Linked DNA regions of Drosophila melanogaster: region 2 is linked to region 1. The links are chromatin contacts, called in public Hi-C maps. All regions are on one chromosome and are shown on one strand. The core of a region is the stretch at or near the end of the contact, and the rest is flanking DNA. Distances in the headings are between cores, read along the strand shown.

Region 1 (6,772 bases), core at 2,863-5,362:
GCGCTCCAATCTCCTGCCACCTCCACATCCCCACTTGGGTCATTAATTGCCCAGTTTGCGTCATTAGCACATCTCTAATCTGGACTGGGCCTGCGACTCGTTTGTCCATTTATTCGTGTTTTATGAATTTACCAATAAATTCTTTAGCTCAGTCCGTTTCAAGGGAATGCTCATCTGTGTGGATGTGCCCATCAAGCATGTGACATTAGTCATGCGACAGTAAATCGAATAGTATGAACTTTGGAATCGTTTGCATAGTCAAATGAACTTAAAATATCTGCTCATCCGAATTCAGTTTCCTGCGATACTTAAACATCCACAGAATTTTGTCAAACTCACCTGCCAGCAGGACGCTGTTGTTGTTCTTATTGTCATGGTCAACTGGAATGGAAGAAACGCGCTCTGCTCGCAGACAGGCCACCACGGTGCCAGGTCTGCCATTCTTCCCGGAAGCGGTGAGCTCGATGATCATGTCCATCGACTTCTGGAGCACCGCGTCCATGCGAATGATGCCCTCGGCCAGCGTTTTATAGCCCAAAATGGTGCGTGATTTGTATTTTTTGCGGCGTTGCAGTAAAATAACCAGTCTGCGGATGACAAGGAGAGCATATAAAATATACAAAGGATATTTTTTGTGTAATGCAACACCCACCTATTGCCATCTCTCTTGATAAAGTGCGGATACTGCAGACTGAAGTGCAAGTCCAGCTCGGTTTCTGTCAAGGGCACAGCCACGCCCAGTCCGCCTCCAGTGCCCACACTACCCGGAGTGCCAACACCACCACCTCCAACTCCTCCGGCCACCGACATCGGCGAGTTGCCCTGCAGGGAGGCGGATGAAGTCAGGGCCAGGCCGTTGATGGGAATCTCGTGGCTGCGCAGCGTCCTCTTGGAGCTCTGCATCTTCACCGCGAGCGATAAGGAGGTGGTGTCACCGGGCAGCGGAGTCAGGATGGACAGACGTGTTATTGTCAGCGAACAGAGTCTGGAAAAAATGCAATTGGGAAAACATCCTGGATTAGTATTAAATCGATACAGGAAAAGGGTAAAAGGAGGTAGTTGTGATATTGAGAAGTTTGCAGTGAGAATTAAAGATTAGAACTAAACACTCTTTAAAATCGTTTTAAGAAATCAAGTAAAGATGGCCAAAAATAAAAAAGGAAGAAAATGAAAAGAGCTCGTTAAATGCATTTCCAATGCACTGAACAATCGATCATCGAAATCTAAGCGAAAAAAACAATTTCACGCCAAGAGATTTTTCGATGCAAGGCCTGGAAAGCGATGCAGAAAAATCAAAAGTAAAATGCAATCAAGTAGAAAACAAAAATGTTGTATAATGGAAACTGAAGGAAAAGCAAATGAAAATGGAGAAAAACACATGCATGTGCCGAATTGAGTTCGATAAAGAGTGAGTGCAGGGGAAAGACATTAAAATTAAAGTTTTCTCTCGTGCGATTTTCAAAGGAAATATCCCACTCTCATTTTGAGCAAAGTCAGATGTAATGGCCATTATAATCGCTTATAACTAAGCCATAAAGGAAATTGGATTTCAGTTTTCGTTTTTCTTTTTTTTTTTTTTTTTGCACTGTCACAAAGCAACCAGCCGGGCAACCCAACAGAAATCTCATTTTTTAACGTTTTTGGCAGCACAAGACAAAGTCCAGATTGTACGAGTATGAGTATAAATAATTTATTTCCTGATTAATTTCTGCTCGGTAATGCCGCTTTGCAGTGCAGGAGATTACGTACTCCGGACATCTTTTGTTGGACCCGCTCACTGCTCACTGCTCACTCATCATCTGCTTAAATCAGCGAGGATGGACGACGCCGTTGGGTGGAGTTTGGGTGATCTTGGAGCACGGGTGCATCATCGTCATCATCATCGACACGATACAGTACGATAAAGATATCCGGCTTGGTGGGGTGTGAAAGATATGCAAATGGAGCTGACTAAGCAGACAGCCAGCGGATGACTCGACAATGGACAATGATTGGACGCCCGATGGGCGATGGACTGATGCAGATGGTGGACGGGATCAGGTCGAAACTATGGCCAGCCATTGATTGCCGGACAATGGTAGTCGCTTATTGAATTCCCTTGACCACCCATCAGCGAAACAGAGTAAATAAATTCAAATACGCTTTGATGGCTATTCAAAAGGTAACAATACAACTATTTTAAATGATGTAAGCTTATTATAAAATATGTAAGTATTTACGTAGATGAAAAATTCAATAGCATTTATTTAGTTACATTTGATTTATTATACCATTTTCTTGCTGTGCAACTGCAAAATGAAAGCGCTTGGAATGGAATGCACGAGGGGGGCCAAGTTCGAATGAATGCGTAGTCGTCGACAACGCGCAATTAATTACTTAATTAATAATTCAAAACATTCGTTTTGTTGCCCCATGCAAATTTCATTAAAGGGGGAGTTGAACGAGGTGGTCACTGGGTGAAGAGACAGGAACAGCACTTATAAGGCAAGTCGAACAGACAGTTCACGCAATTCAAAGAATTCAATGACTTGGTTATGGTTATGACAGAAAAAGTGGGACAAGTCTATCAGTAAAGTGAATGAAAGAAAACAATATTGTTGATACTGTAACAATTGGTAATAAATGGACATATTACCGAAATAACATTTCTCATAGTCGATGACAATTCGCGAATGGATCCTCAAATTTGTAAAAGCACCCAATAACAACCCATAAAAATCCTATTAATATTAAGTTGCTCGAATATTTCTACTATATTTCCGCATTTGGACAGCTCTTCCCAAGTGGCGTAAATAAATCACCAAACCTATCACGTAGATCAGTACAGTATTTCATTTTTAACTACCAAATGTGATCAGCATTAGAAATGAGTGTTCGTATGACTAACGATGTATGTATGTCACTTCGATTGGATCGGAACCCCCATATTACCGCCAAAGAACACTGGTTTCCATTCAATTTGATTTGCGTGCACTTGACATGGCATGTTCGCATTGTTTGTTAAAAATAAGTTGACATTTTATTGTTGTTCCCCGACGACTTGGGTGTATTTTTAAATGTTTATAAGAAATCGAGGGGCGCGTTTCGCTTGTTCTCGTCGCCTTTACATTATTCGATTTTGCCTTTGATTTTGGTTTATTTAGCTTTATTGCATTTGATATTTGTTTTCGTCTGGGCAATGTCATTGACTGGTCGAGTTTGAAAAGCAAACAACGCTTCGTCTTCAGGTTTAAACTTGTGGGTTCTGTAAGTTTTACTTTTTGTCCGTTCACAATTTTAGCATTACGTTTTTGACCATTATTTTCTTAGCATTTTGATTGTCATGGCGTTTTTTTTTTTTTTTTTCTTTTGTGAGCTGTGCCCATGAATGACACACGTCGAATGCTGCCGGAAAGCATTTTCTTATATATTTCTGTTGCCTTTATTCGCGTCTTTATCTCCGTGAGTACCTCCTCGTCCCGTCATCCCCGACTATCCAATCTTTTCTTTCCAGTTCATCGTACCCAAGTCGCCAACAATGTTTTCTTTGTTGGGAAGGAGCTTTGATAAATGACCAATTGAGGTAGCGGACAACGGACATTGGACATGAATATGAATTATGGCCTAGGGGATTGATTGGCTGATCCATGGGGATAATCCAATCTTCTTCAATAGTAGCAAACTACTGTCTGCGGCACAAAAAGATCATAAAAAACGCCATAATAAGTTGACTTAATTGGAAATCAGACCAATTACCCGGTTAAGCACTCGACAAGAGTTTTGGTATTAATTACTTAATCATCTACTATAGGTACATGTATAAATAGAGTGCGATAGCGGGCGTGTACTTGATAAGCTTTAACACCCCCGTGCACCCACTTTTTATGGCACAAATAAAATATGAAAAAAATGGAAATTGAAACTGATTAGTGCAGAAAAATAGGAGGGGAAAAATGAGCGAAATGAAAATGCTACATAAAAACAAATTGAGTCCGCAAATCGCCTCAATCAAAGTGAGGAGCGTATAAGCAAGACGGACATAGACAGCAGAAAGAGACGGAAACTGTGTCACTGGCGCAAGATTCAAGTTGAAGAAAGAGAGGGCATCACATCGCACTGATCTCCGCCGGTCCAGAGTCTCAATAAAGACTAAATATTTTGCTTGACATTTTCGAGTGTGTCCGCATAAATGTGAATTTATGTTGATGAATGGCTGCTCATTGTCCCAGTAATTTATCAACAAAATTTACAAAATAATGCTACACAGCTATAGTAAAACTATTCATAATTCATAACGTAATTCGTGTGTAATTCAAAGACGGAAAAATTTAAACAATAATATTAAAGCATCAGAACAATTCCTGCGGAGTAAGTAAAATAATCACATTGCAAGTGCTACAAAATTCTGTGCGGTCATCACAGGTTATGTGAAAATGTATGATGTGATTCGTAAGTAGCACCTTTGACAACAATTCCGGTAATAAAACGACACTGGGCGCAAAAACGTTGCCCCAGGTTGCGTGATCGCGTTCATCACATATTTAGCATTACCATTTTCAATTTCCATTTTTGCTTTCTCGTTGATTAGCTGTTGTAAGTTGCGAGTTGCCGTGAGGCGGCTGTTAACACCCCCAGACAAACGGATAGATAGGCAAAACAGACTAAAATACCGACTTTAACTGGCTATTTTGTTAACATGTTAATTTGCAGTTTTGTTTCCGCCGCTAACTTATCCGTAGATTCGCATGCGACCAGTTACTGCCCGTGTGAATGGGCCCGGTGCGATGGGATGACGGGAAGACGGGATGACGGGATGATGTGCGCATGTATGATATGATTCACAATGATAGTCACCGCCGGCGGGGGCGACTCGTAGTGGATGGCTCAACTGCCGCCATAGAGTCGTATGCAAATTGCACTATGCATTTCCTGCAGCGACGACAAGTGCCTGGCTTGCGTAGACAACAAAGACTTGACTTGACCACCATATGGATCGAGCCGGAGACAAAGTGAGACCTGGCTGGATAGTCGCCTCGTTCCAAGGACAGCAGGCCCATGCGGTCGCATTCGCTGACAAGATGTCAAGCTGCGAAAGAGCCCGTCAAATCAGGAAATCGCTGCCGTACGATTATAACCACAAGTGGGTAAACCAGTATGGGGCCACGGGTCGAATGAGTTATACCTAAGAGTGACACACGGCGTATGAGTGATGCATGTAAGAAAAAGTCACTTCTAGGTGCAAGAAATTAAATCATGTTTTCTAAGAAGAATATGCATGCGTTTCTAGTATTGTGCTCTTTTTGATGATGATTATTAATTAGCGGCTCCACAGAAAAACACACCCAAATGCTCCAGGGTATTTGCCCAAACTCGAACTCATCTACGGTCGCCATCAGTTAAGCTAGTTTATGTCATTTTGTCGCGACTTATGGGCAACTTTTACGGTTTCATTTAAGCGTGTTTTATTCGTTGTCCTTTCTTTTTATATATATTTTGCATTTCCATTTCGCCTGGCAGCCGTTCGGTTGAGTTTCAGCAAGGATTGTGAGCATGAGTCACGGACGCGCGGGGTCTGGTTTTAGTTTAGAGCCACTGGTTAAATGAATTTGAGGCACGATACAGCCAAACCGGTTAAAACCGATGTGTGGGTGGCGCCACAGAGAGTGGCCAGAAGTGGCCGCGAAGTAAGAGGCAGGACGATGGGGCTTCTGGGGGGCGTTTAATTAGAGGGCTCCGAAACTTTCCAGCCTAGGCATTACTTGGCGCCCGTCTGTCGCTGGCTTGGGTCATTGCATTATTGATCAACTGCATGCCGAATGCGTTGCCATCCGAAGTTTTCCGGAGTGTGAGTCTTACTTATGCATGCCAACTACTTGCCACGACACCAGAGGGCACCATTGGGTACCAGAGGGGACCCGATCGGGGTGCTTAGTTAATTTATGCGAGAATCACGCAGGCCCTGACTGACTGACTAACTGACTGAATGAATGACGGAATGACGGCCATAATGACAAAGTGGCAGACCGACGAACGGGACAATGCCCGGAAACGGATGGAACCCCCAAACAATGGCAACCAAAGACGAGCTGCAATTGAATTCGGAATGTTAAATGGGAATGTTTTTCGGGGACAGACCCACAGACGCAGCCACAGAGTTTGCCATTGAAATTCTAATAACCGAATGTGTAGAATTTGCTATATAGACGAACAATACTCTGAATATATCTATAGTTAAAAAATGTACACTTTTTAAAGAAAGAACTGTCTGTACTGATATAGTTTCGTGTCTAATGTATAAAATGCAATGTACAAACTATACAATTAAAAATGATATGACAGCAAAAGCTTTCCAGTAGCGAGAGTTCAGTAACCTCCCCATCGTAGTTAACCTACCCATCCAGGAGGGTATGAAAATCGATGTAACTAGCGTTGGTAATTTGCCACAATTATCAACTAAATGGCACTTTACGTTTGCGTTCTCCAAAGTCCCTATAACAACAAAAACAACAACAACACAATGGCGACGTCATACGGCCAAAGTGGGTGTGGCTCAGCTCCTCCATATGCGACCACCCCAAACCTTAACCCATGTGGGAAAAGTGCTGCAGGCCAGCTGGAAAGGTTACTCCGGTTCATTCACTCCACCACACAGCCGTAGATCGAATATGACACGAAACTTATGGTCTATCAATTATTGAGAGGTACCATAAAAAATGGAAAAACAGAAATAGTTTAAGTGCCCGCAGCCGCAAACGCTTTCTTCGTTCTTACTATAAATATTGTAAACATCGAT
Region 2 (6,772 bases), core at 1,729-4,228, 550 kb after region 1:
CTATGGCGGGCAGTCCCGCTGTGGTCTGGGATTATAGCTACTTCTTCCTCTCCCTCTCTAGATGGGCGCCCAGGCCCGACTTTATCTTGTAGTATCTGAAAGTAGGTAAGAAAAACGAATGCGAATCAGACCAGTTGCATTGAAAGCAGAGACGGCAGCTCATTAAACGAATATATTATGACTTTAATATTGACCAGACAACCTTGATGGTAGCCAGCATTCTCACTTCCAATCTCATTGGCTAGTTACTGGTTTTCCAATGGGTCATTTTAAGTTCAGCCCAATTCCCCGATGGTGTTGGCATTTATGCTAAGCACCCCATATGCAGCTGCTATCTAGCCGGAACCAAAGCCAAAGCCGAACCCAAGAAAAGATTATAATTGATGGGCTCACGTGTCCATAAGTTGGCGGCACCAACACGTGATTGCATAGATAATATAAATAAAAACATATTTGTCATATGTCCATTGCCATATTGTCCATAGCTATGCTCCATCAGTTGTGATGGGGAATGGGCAGGGCTACATGAGTAAATTAAGTAATCATGATAAGATTAAATTAAGTTAGTCGTCTCTCTTAGGAACTGTGACTTTCCCTATTCATCATATCATTTATCTTATCCCTTTTGACTTATAAACTGAAGTCAAAACAACTTCGTATACCACTGAAAACTAAACAGATAAACGTAATCTCTTGAAACCTGAAGAATTTGCAAATCCGAAAGGCAACTCAACACTATTCAAAGTTTGTTATTGTTATGGTTATCGCCGATTTTAAGGCGAGCCAAAAGGTAGGAAAAACAACAAATGATAGGCCTGATCCCCTCTTTTCCCCTACCGACGACACCCTATACTTTCAACTGATTTGGTGAACAACAAATTTTCGAAAGCAAAAAGTCAGAGAAATCATCAACAGTTTTGTTTTGCCCATCAAAACAACGAATAGAACAGCAAAACAAAAAAAAAATGAAAGAAAAAATATCAAAACAATACTGGATCGCAGGGGAAACAAGAAATGGCGAACTTTTTGCAAAATTAGTAAGTCATTTTCGGTTTTGATTCGATTCTTTCAGTCTACACCACTTCTCGGTCAGGTGAAAGGCCTCTCAGGGGCGAAACCGAACCGGCTATTGTTTTCCATTTGGTGGCTCGATAATAAATATTAATTAGTTTGTTTACACATGAAAATACAAAATTCTCGTTTTCCATTTAATGTTCATAAATCAGGAAGGAAAACTGCATCTAGTATAAGGGATTTGGTACAATATGCGCCGTGCATTGTGGAAATTTCGAGGAAATGGCCTTGGTGAGGTCGATTTCAATGCATCTTGAAGATGCTTGTTAGTTCCAATAATCATAAATGACCGCTTAATGTTATCAAATCTACTTTAGATTCTAAAGTAGTTCCTATAGTTTAAGAGAATCCCTCAGCCACGTCAATAAACGAGAGTGCTACCCCCATATTATTCAATAGCATATCGACCCAGAACAAACACTATTGTGATCCCCCTGATTGGCTTATCTTTCATCCATTACAGCCGATAAGTGAGCACATTCCGGATGATAAGGTCTCCCCTGTTTTACATTAACCAATGCGGCAGTTTCGATTTGAACTTTGTAATACCCCGTTCGAAGACGTGAAGGTCACACGATGTGTTCGCATGGTTTGGCAAAAAGGGGGTGGGAACTGTTTCGGGGGAGCCTCTCGATATACAAGGCAAGCCCAGACCAAATGCTACTTTTGCTAAGTGATATGCTTGTATCTCTGGCTGCTTTACATTATTGCTATTTCCTCTTGAAATTGTTTAATATTCGTCAAAGGTAGCTGAACGCGTTGAAGGCCAAACAATAAAAAAAAAAATGCGGAGAGAACCGACCAAACACCAAAACATAGGAACCAAAAACCCGAATGGGGCGCTTATATATTATATATATGTATATATTCATATATATACACGCCAAACCGAGTATCAAACATGGAAATAGACGCAAAGGGGCGAATAAAAAAGAATTTATTACACATTGACTGCCGAAAAAAAGCAGAAACAAAAAAAGGCCCCAAGTGGAATTGTACGAAAAAGTGAAGAAGACAAGCAAACATTGGAGAAGCGCACAATAAAAGATAAACACACATTTATATATAATGAATAATACCATTAAAAAATTCCCCACACACACCGATACGTCGAGTTAATGAACGTGAAATGTTTGGTGGAGATAGCAACGCCAGCGAAAAAAGGGGCAAATGGACGAACATCTGATCCAAAGCATATGATATTGTGGACAGAAAACCGAGTGTATATACTATATACATACATATGTAAGTACAATATCCTGACTATTTGTATCTTTAAGTTTCAAGTTCTTAGGGTCCTCAAACCCCTGTAAGGGTAATATACCACTATATTAGAACCTAGCGATGGCTTATTTAGGGAACATCTACTGTATCTTCTCCACTGGCAATGTAAACTAATTAAAACCGAGTGGGATGCACGTGAAGAGCATTTGGAAGGTAATACCAGTTCTGGGGGTAAAGTACACATCTCCAGTTTGAGGCGTGACCAATGTGCACGTTATGTGACTAATTCAGAATAACGAAAGGGAAATGAAAATAAAAAGTAACCGCAAATAAATTAAAATTAAGCGATATTATGAACACATGTCTGGATCGGACGAACCAGTTTATTTCAACACAACATGAAATAATGCACTAATATTAACAATTATTGAGGAAAGCAGCTAACTTTCCAGAAAATATACTGTTAGCGTGGCTTGCTATCAACAAATTAAGTGACAGAGAGAGCAAGAGAGAGCCAAAGAGTGAGCACGAATTTTAAGCAAACCCAAGGTCAAAACTGTTTATTTTTTATATTTTGTTTTGAATGTATAATTTATCGCAGAGTTGCCTTTGTTTTCCACTCGCCTCACTTACACATACAGATACAGGAAAGCAATCTGCAGAGTTGTAAACAAAACGCGACGCTTGTAAATAATAATAAGCTTTTGCGAGAGCGTGGGCGCTCTCCTGCTCTCTCGCTCTCTCCCCTACTCTGGATCTGAGCAACATATGTTTTCCGTCTATTTGCTTTTGTCGCCATCTTCGTAGACTCTAGTTATTTATATAGGCTTGTGTAGTGCTTGTGCTCTGTAGATAATATATAATATGAAGCTTTTTGTAGCTTTGCGCCTGACTGACGAGTTTTGTGTGTTGTCGTTTTTGTTGCCGCCTCTAGCTTACAATAACAAAATGGAAGCTTTTACATTTCGCCAGAATTTATACTAGATTTGTGTACGCTTGCGTGAGTGTGGGATTTCATGTGCTTGTTGATTGCGCTATATGTACATACATACATTTATATTTATTTACACATGTATCTCAAAGTGTTGTGGAGCGTTCTGAGGGTATATTTGCAAGATTGGGGAACCGAAGTCCAAGAACGACTGATGAAGAAATGAAAATTCCTACGAAATCAAGGAATAACTTAATTTCTGGCCAAAATTACTCATACGCCACGTTTGCTCAAACTTGTCAACTTACGAATGAGTAATAAAATGTTTTGCTATCCAAAATTCTTATGATCTGCTTTTTCTTTGATATCGATCTAATCACAAATTTAAAGATTAAATTTATTACCATATTAATTGATGCAATTTTCTAAACATTTGAATTTTTCAAAATAGACTATATTACAATATTAAAACCAATGTTTTGAATTGTGAACTTGCTTGTCTCACTCTGAATTTCGTATTAAATTAAAATTGATTAAATTTGCTGATTAATTCGAAACAGACGAGCCTGCATTATAAATTTGTATTTCATAGTCGGTGATAGTGATGATAAGTTCAGATTGCAACGCAGACTAGCTCAAAACAAAAACAACTAACCAAAAGTTAAAGTGAAAACAAAGGCTGAAGAGAGCAAGGCAGAGAATCGCTGATCGGGAGCACTTCCGTTCCGCATTATCAATGGGTCAGTGGCAGTGATCAATGCCATGATGCGGGGGGTTTGCGGTGTTTAGGGTGCTATAGGTGCTCTATAACTTTTCCTTTTGCCCTTTTCATCGCTCTCTGGTTTGTTATTGTCAACATTCGTCATCGAGCGTCACATGTTTCCACTGCATGCAGTTTTCCCCACTCACCGTCTGTCTCTTTTGCTTTGATATTCCCCTTCTTTCTGGCAAAAGTCTTTACCCAGTGGCTTAGTCATGGGGGGTTTTTAATAGCCCTGTAAAATGGGTTTCTTTACCCACTATAGTTAATATAGCACAAATATTGACTAGTTGTGGCTTCTGTGAACTGATTGTATCCTCGAATAAATCTTACTTTTAGTGACTTTATTGTAACAATGAAATCCCTTTTCTGTATGTCTTGCATACTACGATAGCCATTTCTTTGTTTAGCAATTTGTGCAAGTCACTTTTACCTTTGTCTTTGTGTTGTTGCTCACACTTTGCTCTAATTTTAGGAACACGCAATTTTTGCATGCATCCATTACACACAACCACTCAAAGCCACCCACACAATGATAAACAAATTTATGTTGAGGTAGCCGCAGAGCCAAGTGCAAGTTCCTCCGATTTATTTTTAGTGCCCCCGTTTAGGAGGAAGCACATAAAAATAAATAGGTACACCGAAAAAAAATTGTATTAGTCATCAGAAAAATGTATCAAAATGCTATAAGTAAGACCAACCTAAAGATGCAACTGAATTAATAGTATGTACGCCAACAGATAATTGATTTTTCACTGTCTGCACTAGAAATATCCCGATTTTTTCAGTGTACCCAATTGTGTGCATGCTAGGTGTCGGGCATTCGATTCTATCGTTTATTTAGTATTCATATGCCGGAATGTTTAGCATAGCATAGCGAATGTCTGGCAATTGATGATATAACACGCTCTGTCGCGTTCGATTTTTGTTTTGCTTTTTGTTTTATACATTAATACTTCTTATACAAACAGCTGACGCAAATTGTAAATTGTTGTATTGATTGGAAGAGAAAGAGCGGGACAAGACACCGATCAGCGAACTCAGGAAAGTGCAAATAAACGTAGCCGTTGGAGGTGAGAGATCTAGGTTAGTATATAAGAATCGTTTCGATTTGCATATGAAACTAAATTTCCATAGCTTAAGCAAGACTTTGAGAATCGCATAGAAAGGTTCAAAATATTTTGAACCCTCATGAACTTTGCAAACCAATGGAAACTTTTACAAAGTTACACTTGCCACAACGTGTCTAAGCTACAACTTTGAGAATCGCGTAGAAAGGCTGAAAGTGGAAAGCTTATAGAGGCATAGTCGCGATAATAAATGCAACTTAAGTTTTGCTAATGCTTTGTTGTTCTTACTAATTGTTATAAAAAATATGGTGATTGACTTGACACTCTCAAGTGCTCCGTGGGATGCTTTCGCAATGGGAATTCCGAAAATACCTCTACTCCCGTGCTGACGTTCGTCAGTTACCCACAACAAACCCTCTGCGAAGACAACCAATCAAACAACACAGAGTATATCATGTTTGCTTCCCCACCGATTCGCTAATAGATAAATAATTAAAATCAATTTATATCGATTTAGCAGCACAAAAAGAAATTAGCACAAGTTGTCTGAATACTTTAGCAAACACAAGATGCTACCGCCAGCCACTCTTGCCGAATAGAAATCAATAGGAATCGTGACTACTGTAGACGGCTAGACAAATAGAAATGCATTCAAAAAGGGTTCGAACAATCGCTTCTAATGACGCTGACTCAATTCGAGGAGGAGGCAGGAACACGTGAGCGCCTCCTTATCGAGTGGCAAGAAGCCAGACCCTCCAGAGGCGTCTGGCCCGTCAGCTGTCCCGCTTTTGACTCCGCCTCTTATCAGCCAACAGCCGCGTGCCGGCAGAGGAGACGACAATGGGCAACTGATAAGCGGACACGCTCAATGGGTCAGGCACTTGCAAATTTTCAGAGCTATCCCCTAACATTTTTAGGGGTGGCATGGATGGCGAACTTATCTTATCGAGCAGCCCAGAATGAAGAGATAAACCAACACAAAAGATGGCAAGCGAATGTTTTGTTCAGCGAGCAAATAAAAAAAAAAAACTTATTTCGGTTCAGGAAGTTTACGCCCCCGCACGGGATATTTGTGTGCTGCATAAATAGATTTGTCCCTTTCGAAAAGTGACCCAAAAAAGTTGGGGTAAAACAAAACACTCATGACTCACGAGCACTTAAAAAATCAAGAGACAGCGACAGCAACAACAATTGATATAAATATGCATATCTGTATCTGTATCTGTGTGTTTAAATATTTTTGCTAAAGAAATTTCAAAGAAAAGCAAACAAGTTTGCTTAATGGCCGCATCCGCGGAACAGCCTCTGGAAAGATCACAAAAATCTCCTGCACGGCGGCAACAAAGAAAGTTGAAGGCCAGCAAAAGCAAATGACCGTATATAGACTATATAGTCGGCAATTTGAACAAATATTAATATGTAAGAGTCCGATTCGAACAAATTGATCGGAATACAAACAAATAAATAAAATTGAAAGCAAAGCTTAGCTCGTTTTATGGCGAAGATCAGATCATGATGCAATAACACCCGTTTGATAGATCATCATACAATAGCAATTTCATTAATCTATAATCTATTTTTGACAACATGTAAATTAATTATGACGTCTATAATGTGTAACCAGCTAATTATATATGTATATTTATGCCAATTGAATAGAACCAGTTATGATAAACACTTTAACTGACTTTGTGATTTTATGATGGCATATTG

Evidence for each region. A called contact is a pair of places that touch in the nucleus more often than the background predicts.
Region 2: a contact with region 1 is called in a Hi-C map of the Kc167 cell line, with 2.4 times the contacts expected there. A contact is called at or near these places in 3 of 107 Hi-C or Micro-C datasets (the Kc167 cell line and the S2 cell line) and 1 of 7 datasets of targeted methods (the Kc167 cell line).

What each region holds. Positions count from the first base shown.
Region 1 is chr3R:24,012,644-24,019,415 of dm6, forward strand. KrT95D (Krueppel target at 95D) reads right to left here. Exons shown (of 11, transcript NM_170110.4): 3 at 653-985; 4 at 340-587. Among named protein-coding and RNA genes, the nearest start is that of KrT95D, 16 kb to the right of the region's middle.
Region 2 is chr3R:24,562,848-24,569,619 of dm6, forward strand. It overlaps REPTOR (Repressed by TOR), which reads right to left. Exons shown (of 5, transcript NM_170151.2): 3 at 1-95. Among named protein-coding and RNA genes, the nearest start is that of lncRNA:CR46094, 7.5 kb to the right of the region's middle.